2 separate regions of the Mus musculus genome follow, and region 1 is linked to region 2. Evidence: chromatin contacts called from public promoter capture Hi-C data. All regions are on one chromosome and are shown on one strand. Each heading gives the region's core, a stretch centred on a gene start, on an enhancer-like site or on the middle of the called end of the contact. The rest is flanking DNA. Distances are from core to core; before and after follow the strand shown.

Region 1 (5,253 bases), core at 2,532-5,031, 210 kb after region 2:
TTTTTACAGAAGAGTTAAGTTGCTTTGTGCACCTGTACCACTGCTCCAATCAGCTCATCTGCTGATCCACATCTGGGCTGGTTCCCTAGATGGGCACTGTGAATATTGAAGCAGTAAACATGCTGTGGTTCTCTCTGTGGTCAGGCTGACTTGCATTCCTTCAACCATCACCCCAGAAGTACAGATAGGTCTATGGTGGCTCTCCATTCTAAAATCTAAACATGTGCATCAACTAATTTAAAATCTAAACATGTGCATCAACTAATTTAAATCTGTTTTGGGGGGGGGGTTTGTTTTGGTTTGGTTTTTTGAGACAGGGTTTCTTTGTATAGCCCTGGCTGTCCTGGAACTCACTTTGTAGACCAGGCTGGCCTCAGAAATACGCCTGCCTCTGCCTCCCAAGTGCTGGGATTAAAGGCGTGCGCCACCAGGCCCGGCTTTAAATCTGTTTTTAACCTAGTAAGATTATTGGTCATACCCCATTTTAAGGAATAGCATTAAAACACTTTAAAAAAAAATCAAGTTCACAATTTACACCTGTCTCCTATTAACATATCCAGCTACCCAACTTAAACAAGGAAAGCTGTTGTGTGTTCTGATGGGTTTGTATATTCTTGGACTAGGGTGTGGCACCATTTGGAGGTGTGGCCTTGTTGGAATAGGTGTGACTTGGTTGGAGTAGGTGTGTCACTGTGGGTGTGGGCTTAAGATCCTCACCCTAGTTACCTGGAAATCAGTCTTCCACTAGCAGCCTTTGGATGAAGACTTAGAACTCTCAGCTCCTCCTGCACCATGCCTGCCTGAACGCTGCCATGCTCCCACCTTAATGATCTTGGACTGAACCTCTGAACCTGTAAGCCAGCCCCAATTAAATGTTTTTTATAAGACTTGCCTTGGTCATGGTGTCTGTTCACAGCAGTAAAACCCTAACTAAGACATGTGTCTTTGCTGCTTTTCTTGGCTCTTGAACCCATTTTTCTACCTGCCTTCATATAAAAAAGCCAGCCTCATTTCTCAAAATGATTGCTGAAATCATGTCCTTGAGGCTTGTCTGGTCTCCCCAGCCTCTGCTTCTTCTACTCCCCTACTACAAAAATCTTCCAAAAACTCAACTCTTTTAAAGTCACAGCAAATCCACTGTCATTGTCTCCTTGCATTCCCCTCTCCCATCACAACCTCTACCTGAACCTGGCATGCTTGCATCAGAATACATCCCTGTGCTCTTCATCTTAACACTTGGTGTTTTCTCAGCCCAGCACACAAGCCCTGTAAGCTACAGCCAGAGACTAAATGGCCTCGTCATCAGAAGCTTTCTTCTCTTGATAGCCCTCCCAACTGCTACCAGCCTTTCCTCCAGTACACAGCACGCCATCCACACTCCTGACTCAGTACTTAGCATGCCCTTATGGCTTATTTTCTGACAGTAACACTGCATTAGATAAAACATTGGACCATAGCTGTCTTTCTTGATACCCTAACAAGTACTACCATCTGTGGCATACACAGTAGATGCCCAACAATTGTTTCCACTGTAGACATAAGGGAACAGGAGCCTGGCTCTGACTCCAAGTACAACCAGCTTCTAACACTATAAAGTACAATTACCTTCTCTCTTTACAAAGAGAACAACTGAGCCTCAGAGAGAGGCCACTTTGCAGTGAGTGGTAAAGCCACACATTTAAAGTTATCCAAAATCCATGTTCACGCTTGCATATGCCCTTCTGTGTGCTCCTTTGTTTAGTTATTGTTTTATATATTATTGTGTATATCCCTAACACCAGTATCTATTGAATTCATATACTATTCCAATAGCTAGTGTTTCCAAGAGAACTGCTGCAGGTCACAATGACACTAAAGCAAAACAGAATCTTCTAGAAAAACTTTCTTGAAAAAAGTAAATCAAACATCAACTTATAGAAGTGAATCTCCCACAAATCACTTGTTTTACCTCCAGTGCCCACATACTGAAAAATTTGAAGTCTGTGAGACCTGTGGGACCTGAGTTTGAACATCCAACAGCTGTGTGCGTTTTATTTTATTTTCTTTTATTTTTTTAAGATTTATTTTATTTATAAGTGCTCAATCTGCATGTACATTTGCATGCCAGAAGAGGGCATCAGATCTCATCATAGATGGTTGTGAGTCACCATGTGGTTGCTGGGGATTGAACTCAGGACCTCTGAAAGGGCAGTCAGTGCTCCTAACTCCTGAGCCATCTCTCCAGCCCCCTGTGTGAGTTTTTAAATAAATACTCTGAAGCATGAGTGTGTGGATAACAATTGCAAACAAATAAATACAATGTATAAGCCCTGAGCGTTACTGTAACAATTTAATGACAGCCTATAAGAAAGCACCTAAGCCATGGTTCCTTTCAGTACCAGCTCCTTCATCTTGCTATCCTGACCACATAACCTTTGCAGTAAGCAGTTACTTCTCACCCTAACAGCAATCCAAGTCAAAATCACTTCTCCCAAATAAAATCCTTTCTTAAAGTTTCAGGTAAACTGGGACCACCACATAGCCATAAGGTGGTCGGCAGTCTTGATAAATTAATTTAATTAAGGACTAAGACCTACGGAGTACACAAGAAAACAAACAAAACAGCCATTCTTCTATGGCAGATAGAGCTCTTAGGTACTACTGAAGTGATCAATAGAAAATGCAATGTGAGGTCACCGGTTTAGTATCCTACACTAAGTCATAGCCTGTGGCTATGATGGTTACGCTAGCCTCTTTACCCCCCCTCAAGATAGAAAAAAAAGGGTGGTAGTTGAATTAGACAAATTGGACAAATTAGACAAATACTCTGCTGTATTAAAGACATGGTCACAGAAGCATAGCTCTATACTCTAGCTGATAAGTAAAATCGCCAGTGATGACACCGTGGGACCCTTGGGATGGTCCTTACAGCCTTACAAAGCACTTCATATCTAATTCTCAGCTCTTACTGCAACACTGCTAGGTGCAAACTGTTGGAATCCACCTTACCCAACGATTCCATGGCCTTACCTTCAATAGTACATACACATCATGGGCCCACAGCTACCAAGTTGGAAATATAAGGAAACAAAATAAAACTGAAACTCTCCAGTCTCAGAACTACACAAGCAACTTATTTTCAAGACCAGTGCTCAAGGGACTTCATGCTGGTTTTCCCGATACTGAAGGGTGACAGCCAGGACACGTCTCTCATAAAACTAGACATGGCAGTACAAAACTATTCTTAGCACTAAGGGTGCGAAGCAAGAGGACCTCAGATTCAAGGCCGGCCTAGGCTACTGTGTGCTGAATTCAAAGCCAGGCTGGCTGAATGTGGATACCCTGTCTCACAGCAAGAACAACTTCCCATAAAGTAATGAAAAGAATATCTTGATTCTGTGTAGGTCTATAAACACCTAAGGCTATTGATTACAATGAAGAGTTTATTGTAATTGTATTTGGTAAAATATTTAGATTCTAAATTATCAGCTTCCTCAGACATAAAAAAGAACTTGAAAGATCTGTGTCATGAAACAATACACAAGCCCATTTTAGAAAACCCTGTAACATTTCATCCTTGCCAACAGTTATTGATAAAGCCAAAACATCTATCTGTAAAATGACCCAGGTCAAACGTATCTCCAGTGTTTTCTTATCATTGAGCACACACCTATGTGACCTACTATGTTACCTGGAAAAAAAAAAGGTCTCGTGTACTTGACTATGCTCTGTTTTATTCCTCCTACACAAGCGTCCCCGAAAGACAGGCTGTGTGCACTGCATCTGTCTTCCGCCTCTGCAGCAGATCCATTCCGGGTCCAGAGGACAAGCATTTCAAGGGCAATCTGTGTGGGGCTGAAAATACACCTTAGTCTCCACTGCCAAAAATAGAGCTGAGAACACACAGGCAGTGCCAACAGCAGCCCCGAGAATGTTTTGAAAACATCTTATCATACAATTGTCAAAAGACATGCACATGTTTAAAGAAAAATAACCCTTGAACTGCGAATATTGCTTCTTTTTTTTTTTAAGTGACTCTACCTAGTCCCTCATCCTCAGGATTCGTCAGGTACTGCTGCAGACATACTGCTTTGTTTACTATGTAAGGACTTTTGTTTCTTTCATGCATTAGAAGTCACTGCAGGTGACCTACAGGTGACCTTACAGACCCACTGCACAATCCTTTCCCTTCTGGCTGTGGCAAAGTTACCTGACCCCATGTCACAGAGCTGGTCAGAAGTACACTCAAGCTTTGAAAAGCGTCTTGGCTTCCTGGATTTCCATGTTGCTATGCTATGTTTACAGGCACTACCTAGCCATTTCTAAAATGTGTCTCAATATGTTTGAATGCTTAAAGCTCTTTTTTTTTTTTAATTTCAGGAAAACAACACACAACCTAATCGTGTCAGTTATTTCAATGCAAATATCAAAATATCATAAAAATATTAATTTACTCTTTTAAAACCCTATCAGAAGGAACACCCACGTTCAAGAAAATACCAAATCTGAGGGTTTTTTTTAATATGCAAGTTAGTTATATTTTGACTCATTCACACTCTATACTGCCTGGCAGAACAAAGAACAGCTGACTACAAATTACGAACCAAGTTCAGGGATATTATTAGCAATTACAGGCCACTCATTGCTAATACAGTGGTTTTCTTCACCGGTCCTAAAAGCAAACTGCAGAGTTCACTTACCACCAATAGAGACTTGGATTCAAAAATCTCATTCGTGGCTTGTTTTCCCAGCTCTTGCTTTTCCATGGGAGCCTCACCGTCCTGCTCACCCTTTTCAGGGCTAATCTGATCGATGTGGGAAACGTAAGTCACTTCCAAACACTCTGAGCTTTTCATTTTCACGGGGAGAATGCCTTTGATCTTCTGGAAGAAGGCAGCTACAGACCCGGTCTCACTCCCTGCATGAGGAGAACCTGTCTTGTCAACATTCTCCTGATTCGATTTCGTGGCAGATGTTGTTCTTGGAACCCCGAGTGAAGCATTTTTAGAATGAGTTGTAACTTGCGCAGCCTGGCTGGTAATGAGTTTATTAAACTGTTGCTTGTGTGTCTTGTTAATTGGGATTTCTGCTTTTTTGCTGGCTTTAAAGTCAGATCTTGGTGCTTTGTTCATCATTGTCAAGTGTTTAGAAGGCCCTGGTGATGGTGAAGAGCCCCCTGTTACCTGAGGGCTGGGTGTGTCCTTCATTATGGAAGTGTCTTTGGGTTGCAACACTGATCTGGATATAACTTTGGCTTTAATGTTTTTGAAGTTT
Region 2 (4,586 bases), core at 1,212-3,711:
TTGTTGTTGCAGTTATTTACAGAGTAGAAAGAGTTCACTGGCTTACTTTTGTGTTTTGTCTCCTCTGTCTCTGAAGTATATTATTCACGTGCATTCACTAGCAGGTCCTACTTTTTGGTCAGGAGTTTCAAGAACAGCAGATACTTCATGAAGACCTACTGATCTAAAGCACTAGACCTCCCCATGGCAGGGGTTGGAGGGGGTTGGAAGTGTGGGGTGAGGGAGGGGCGGGGAGAGGCTCACTTTCAGTTTAGACCTTTGAAAGTTCAAATTTAGAGTGAGAACTCATACTGGTCATGAAAGGCTGTGTCCTTTCTGCAAGCTCCCTCATGGAAGTTGTGACATGTGCACCTGTTAATTTCACAAAATAATCTGCTGCCCTTATATCGAGTGACCTCATTTAAGATTCTTTGGCTTGCTGGTTTAAAGGTAAATTTTAAAAATGTGTGTGTGTGTGTGTGTGAGTGTGTGTGTGTGTGTGTGTGTGTGTGTGTGTTTATACCTGACATATTTGTTTTGTTTTTTGTTTTGTTTTGTTTTGAGACAGTTTCTCTGTGTAGCCCTGGCTGTCCTTGAACTCACTCTGTAGACCAGGCTGGCCTTGAACTCAGAAATCCACCTGCCTCTGCCTCCCGAGTGCTGGGATCAAAGGCGTGCGCCATTTTAATTTTGTGATACCACATTTTTATGCACATAACATAAACTCTGTGTCTAAGGCTCTTCTAAGGATCCAGTTCAGTCCTGTTAAGTACGTCCACATTGCTGCTCAGCAGCTTTTCCGTGCTTTTGATTCCTGAAACACTGAAACTCTACCCATAAGCAACCCCTGCCTACAAGAGCCTGGTACCAACCATCCTACTTTCGGTTTCTGTGAGTATGTAAAAAGAGGATTGTTTGTCCTTTTGTGCCTGGGTTGTTTTTATTTAGCACAGTGTCCTAAAGTGTCGTCCATGGTTTACTGTGTGTCCGCATTTGTTTCCTTTCTGTGTGGTGATGTGTGTGTGGGTGTGTGTGCATGCAAGCTTATGCACATTCATGTAGAAGCCGTGCTGTCATTCCTTGGCCTTGTCCACTTTATTTTTGAGAGTCTGTGATTGGCCTGAAGCCAACTCTGAAGGTGAAGGCAGGACTTCCTGAAGATCCACCTGTCTCTCCCTCCCCAGGTTCTTGGGGTCAAGCTTGGGTCCTCACACGTTAGGTAGCACTGTATCCACTGAGCTCCCAGAATCTGCTTCCTTTGTATAGCTAAGTATTACTTACTATCTCATGATATTAATACCCCACATTTTTATTCATCCTCTTATACAGCCATTCACATTAGGGGTTCATCGGGTGGTGATTCTGTTTTTAGTCATTTAGTTTACGACTCTGTTTTCCAGAGTGGTGGCACTGTTTCCCATTCCCACCAACAGCTTGCCAACTGTTTGGCTCTCAGTCTCATCCTAATTTTTGGAAGGGATTTTGTAGTTACAACGTTACTCTGATGTCTGAAAAAAAACAAAAACAAAAACAAACCCAAAGCTTTTATTCACTTTTTTTCATACACGCAGATTTAATATCTTGTTGGTGTTTTTCCAAAATTGAACAGGCTTATTCTCGGGATAGCTTGTCTGGATAATAGTGAACATCAGAGAGTGAGGGTTGCTTCGACGCACAAGTAGCAGATAAGCATTAAATATTCAGTAATGCCCACTTCTCGCCACATGTGTATGTGTTCATCCCTTGTCGGATTGCTTGGCAGCAGAAACACCACTGTTTATCTGTGATGCTTGCTTCCTTTATCCCAGAGTCTGCTGCTAATTTGACCCCAATTCTTTGGCTCCAGAAAGGAATATAAGTGAATGAAACCGTAACGCAAAACAGTAAGGAGTTTGTGGAACTAAGGTGAATGAATCAGAGACCAATCAACTTAGAAAATACTCTGTGTCCTAAAGCACGCATTACATGCTGGGAACAATGGCTCATAAACACTTGTAAAGGACTCATGGTGCTAAGCCTGATGATAATGATACAGGCCTGTAAGGCTAGTAGATGGAGATCTTGGGACAGGAGGATTGAATTCAGGGTCAGCCTGGGCAACTTAGTGAAATCCTGTCTCAAGATAAAATGGACAAGTTGGGTAAGGTACTTGTGTGACGTGCACAGAGATCTGGGTCTGATCCCTAGCACTTCATAAACCAGGGCAAGAGACTGAAGCAGGTGAGTTACACATTCCACAAGAGCCTGGGATACATAGCAAGACTGTCTTGAAAGAAAATAAACACCAAGCAAAAAAGGCAGCAAGAGTGTGTTCAGATGACATCCCAGTGGTGGATGCAACATGGGCTGGACCAAGTGAGTTAAGGGTGGAACATTCTTCTCTAATCTTTGGATAAACGTTTTTCTGCCTTGCAGGTAGGTAGCCTGGCAGAACCCTGAGTAAAAGCAGTGCCTGCTCTTTTGAATTACATGCAGCCCTGAGAGAGAGGGGGAAGGGGGAGGCAATGGCAAGTTGCAGGTAAACAGTTAACGCTAGATGGGTTGTTGCGTCAGTTGAACCTTTAAACTTAAGAAAGGTTTACCAAATCAATATTTACTTGATCTAAGTGTTATGCTCTGGTGTAATGACCCTTGACCCTTTTCCAGAGTCATCAGTAATGAGAGCATGGCTGTTGGTTTTTTCAAAACTCTCTAGTCCCTGTGGGTTTTACTGAATACAAGGGTGGGGATGATGAATGGGTGTATAGTTGGTACACTGTGTACTTTAGACTAGAACATTTGCTATGCAACCTAACTGTCGTTTTGTCTGTATGCAGAGGGAACCAGGGGCTGAGCATTGTTTTCTTTCGACACAAAAAGAACCATCAGTAGAGTCCAGCAGCAGCCCTAGCTGATACCTGCCAGAATCACGTATCCTGTAGCAACACAATGTTCCTGCTTGTTGTTACCCAACTGCTGCATTCTTTTATTGATCCTTAAGTAAGGACATGGTCTTCAGACCCAGCCCTCTCTCTTATCTTGGTAACTCTATATTGGACTACTTCATCAGGATTTAAGAAGATGGGGCTGGAGCAAGGTATCTGCTCAGGAAATTTTTGAGTTCCTGCTACATGCCAATACCCAAAGTCCCTACCTTTGTGTAGCTTACATTGTAAGGGTCTTTATACTATGTGTCATCGGGCCCTGACACACTGCCTTGTCCTCCAGGGATAGACCAGACTAGAGCAGCAAGGGAATGAAGAAAAGATAGACTCATAGACCCTGACAGAAATGTCTGGGATTGAGTGGCCTGGGCTCTCAGCTGGAGACACCACAGTACCCTGGAAGCTCTGTGTGTTTGTTAGGGTTGAAAAGAGAGGCGGTGTTATTGCATACAGCTGAACAAGGTGGGGTTCTACCTACAGATAAACAAGGAGGCAGGGTTTGTGGTGTACAGCGGGGTGGAGGAGACTGGTTTAGTTTGACCTCTGTAAGAACAGCTTCTGTAGAGGAGCAGTCTTCAGGTGGCAAGCGTCACATGGAAGAAAGCTGTGGTAGACATTTTTGGCACACACTGCCAGCACTCTCACTTGGTCTCCAGAGGAAGACCTTGCCAACCTTTGAGCCTGATGCTAATGGAATCTATAACATGGCTATGCCCATGTCAATAGCACATACTAAGGACTTCACCCACTCAGAACTTCCTGCGATCTTCACACCCCACAATGGCTATTAAGAAGTAAGAGTGATGATTCTATGTGAAAACTTCAAATAATCCTGATCCCCATCACTTCAAACACATTCCTTCCATGGAATAAGAAAATTATGTCAACTCTAACTGAATTACACTGATTTACTTTCGGGAATGGAATAAAACCCACAGAAAAACCTTTGCACAATAGAAAGGAGACATTCTTAATATTATCAGAGGTTAACTGAAATAAAATGAAAACAAAGTAAAAATATAAAAGGTAAACCTCGAAGGGTCAAGACACATTACTCCCAAACAGTTTTGAATTCAGAAATATGTGAAGACTTCAGAATATTCGATACTTGAGAAACAAAAACTTAGATTAAGATTGTGACAGGTAAATTGTGAACTGTGTACGGCCTTTTAGAAAGTACAATGCGATTGCGCAAAAATCTTCAGCTTTTTATTGCAAATAGCCTTATTTTAAATCATTGAAGGATTTTACAGCCACAAGAAATAGGCTTTCAATATTCAGCAGTGTTCCTAACATGATGCTTATCTAGATAGTTTTTCTTTATCTTTAAAGATTAATTTTTCTATAATGCTTGCCTGACAAAATACTGCATTCTCCTTCTTCAGCCAGTGGTGGCTTTGTGTATTTTAACGCTGAAAGGTTAAAATCTCATGCGGATGAAATTTTAAAATCCCAAAGCTTTTCAGATATATTTTTGGTAACACCTTGATGACCTCCAAATGTCCTTTTATTGGCTAAGTGTTAGGTTGGCAGCCAAGAGCCTGGGGACAGGAAGAATTCGGCATTTTCCCATTGCTTCTTGGTTATTTGGAGCAGAGCAAACAGAAGAGGCTTGCCAGCCATACAGACCTCGAGTACAAATGTCTATGGTTTTGAGTACTTTGTTTAATAGTGCTGAGTTTG

What was found. Capture Hi-C pulls out chosen DNA fragments and counts their contacts.
Region 1: a contact with region 2 is called in a promoter capture Hi-C map of pancreatic islet. The contact joins two enhancer-like sites. A contact is called at or near these places in 1 of 115 datasets of contacts at active chromatin or transcription factors (embryonic stem cells) and 3 of 9 other capture datasets (adipose tissue, liver and pancreatic islet).

What each region holds. Positions count from the first base shown.
Region 1 is chr8:41,077,935-41,083,187 of GRCm38.p6, forward strand. Mtus1 (mitochondrial tumor suppressor 1) reads right to left here. Exons shown (of 14, transcript NM_001005863.2): 2 at 4,680-5,253. Among named protein-coding and RNA genes, the nearest start is that of Gm16193, 28 kb to the left of the region's middle. Within about 2 kb of position 3,782, at least 10 of the 459 cell types and tissues checked have an H3K27ac peak or open chromatin away from gene starts, as enhancers often do. A contact at or near this core is called in pancreatic islet, where this site is marked.
Region 2 is chr8:40,874,175-40,878,760 of GRCm38.p6, forward strand. All of the region lies in intron 1 of Slc7a2 (solute carrier family 7 (cationic amino acid transporter, y+ system), member 2), which reads left to right. Among named protein-coding and RNA genes, the nearest start is that of Slc7a2, 14 kb to the left of the region's middle. Within about 2 kb of position 2,462, at least 6 of the 459 cell types and tissues checked have an H3K27ac peak or open chromatin away from gene starts, as enhancers often do. A contact at or near this core is called in pancreatic islet, where this site is marked.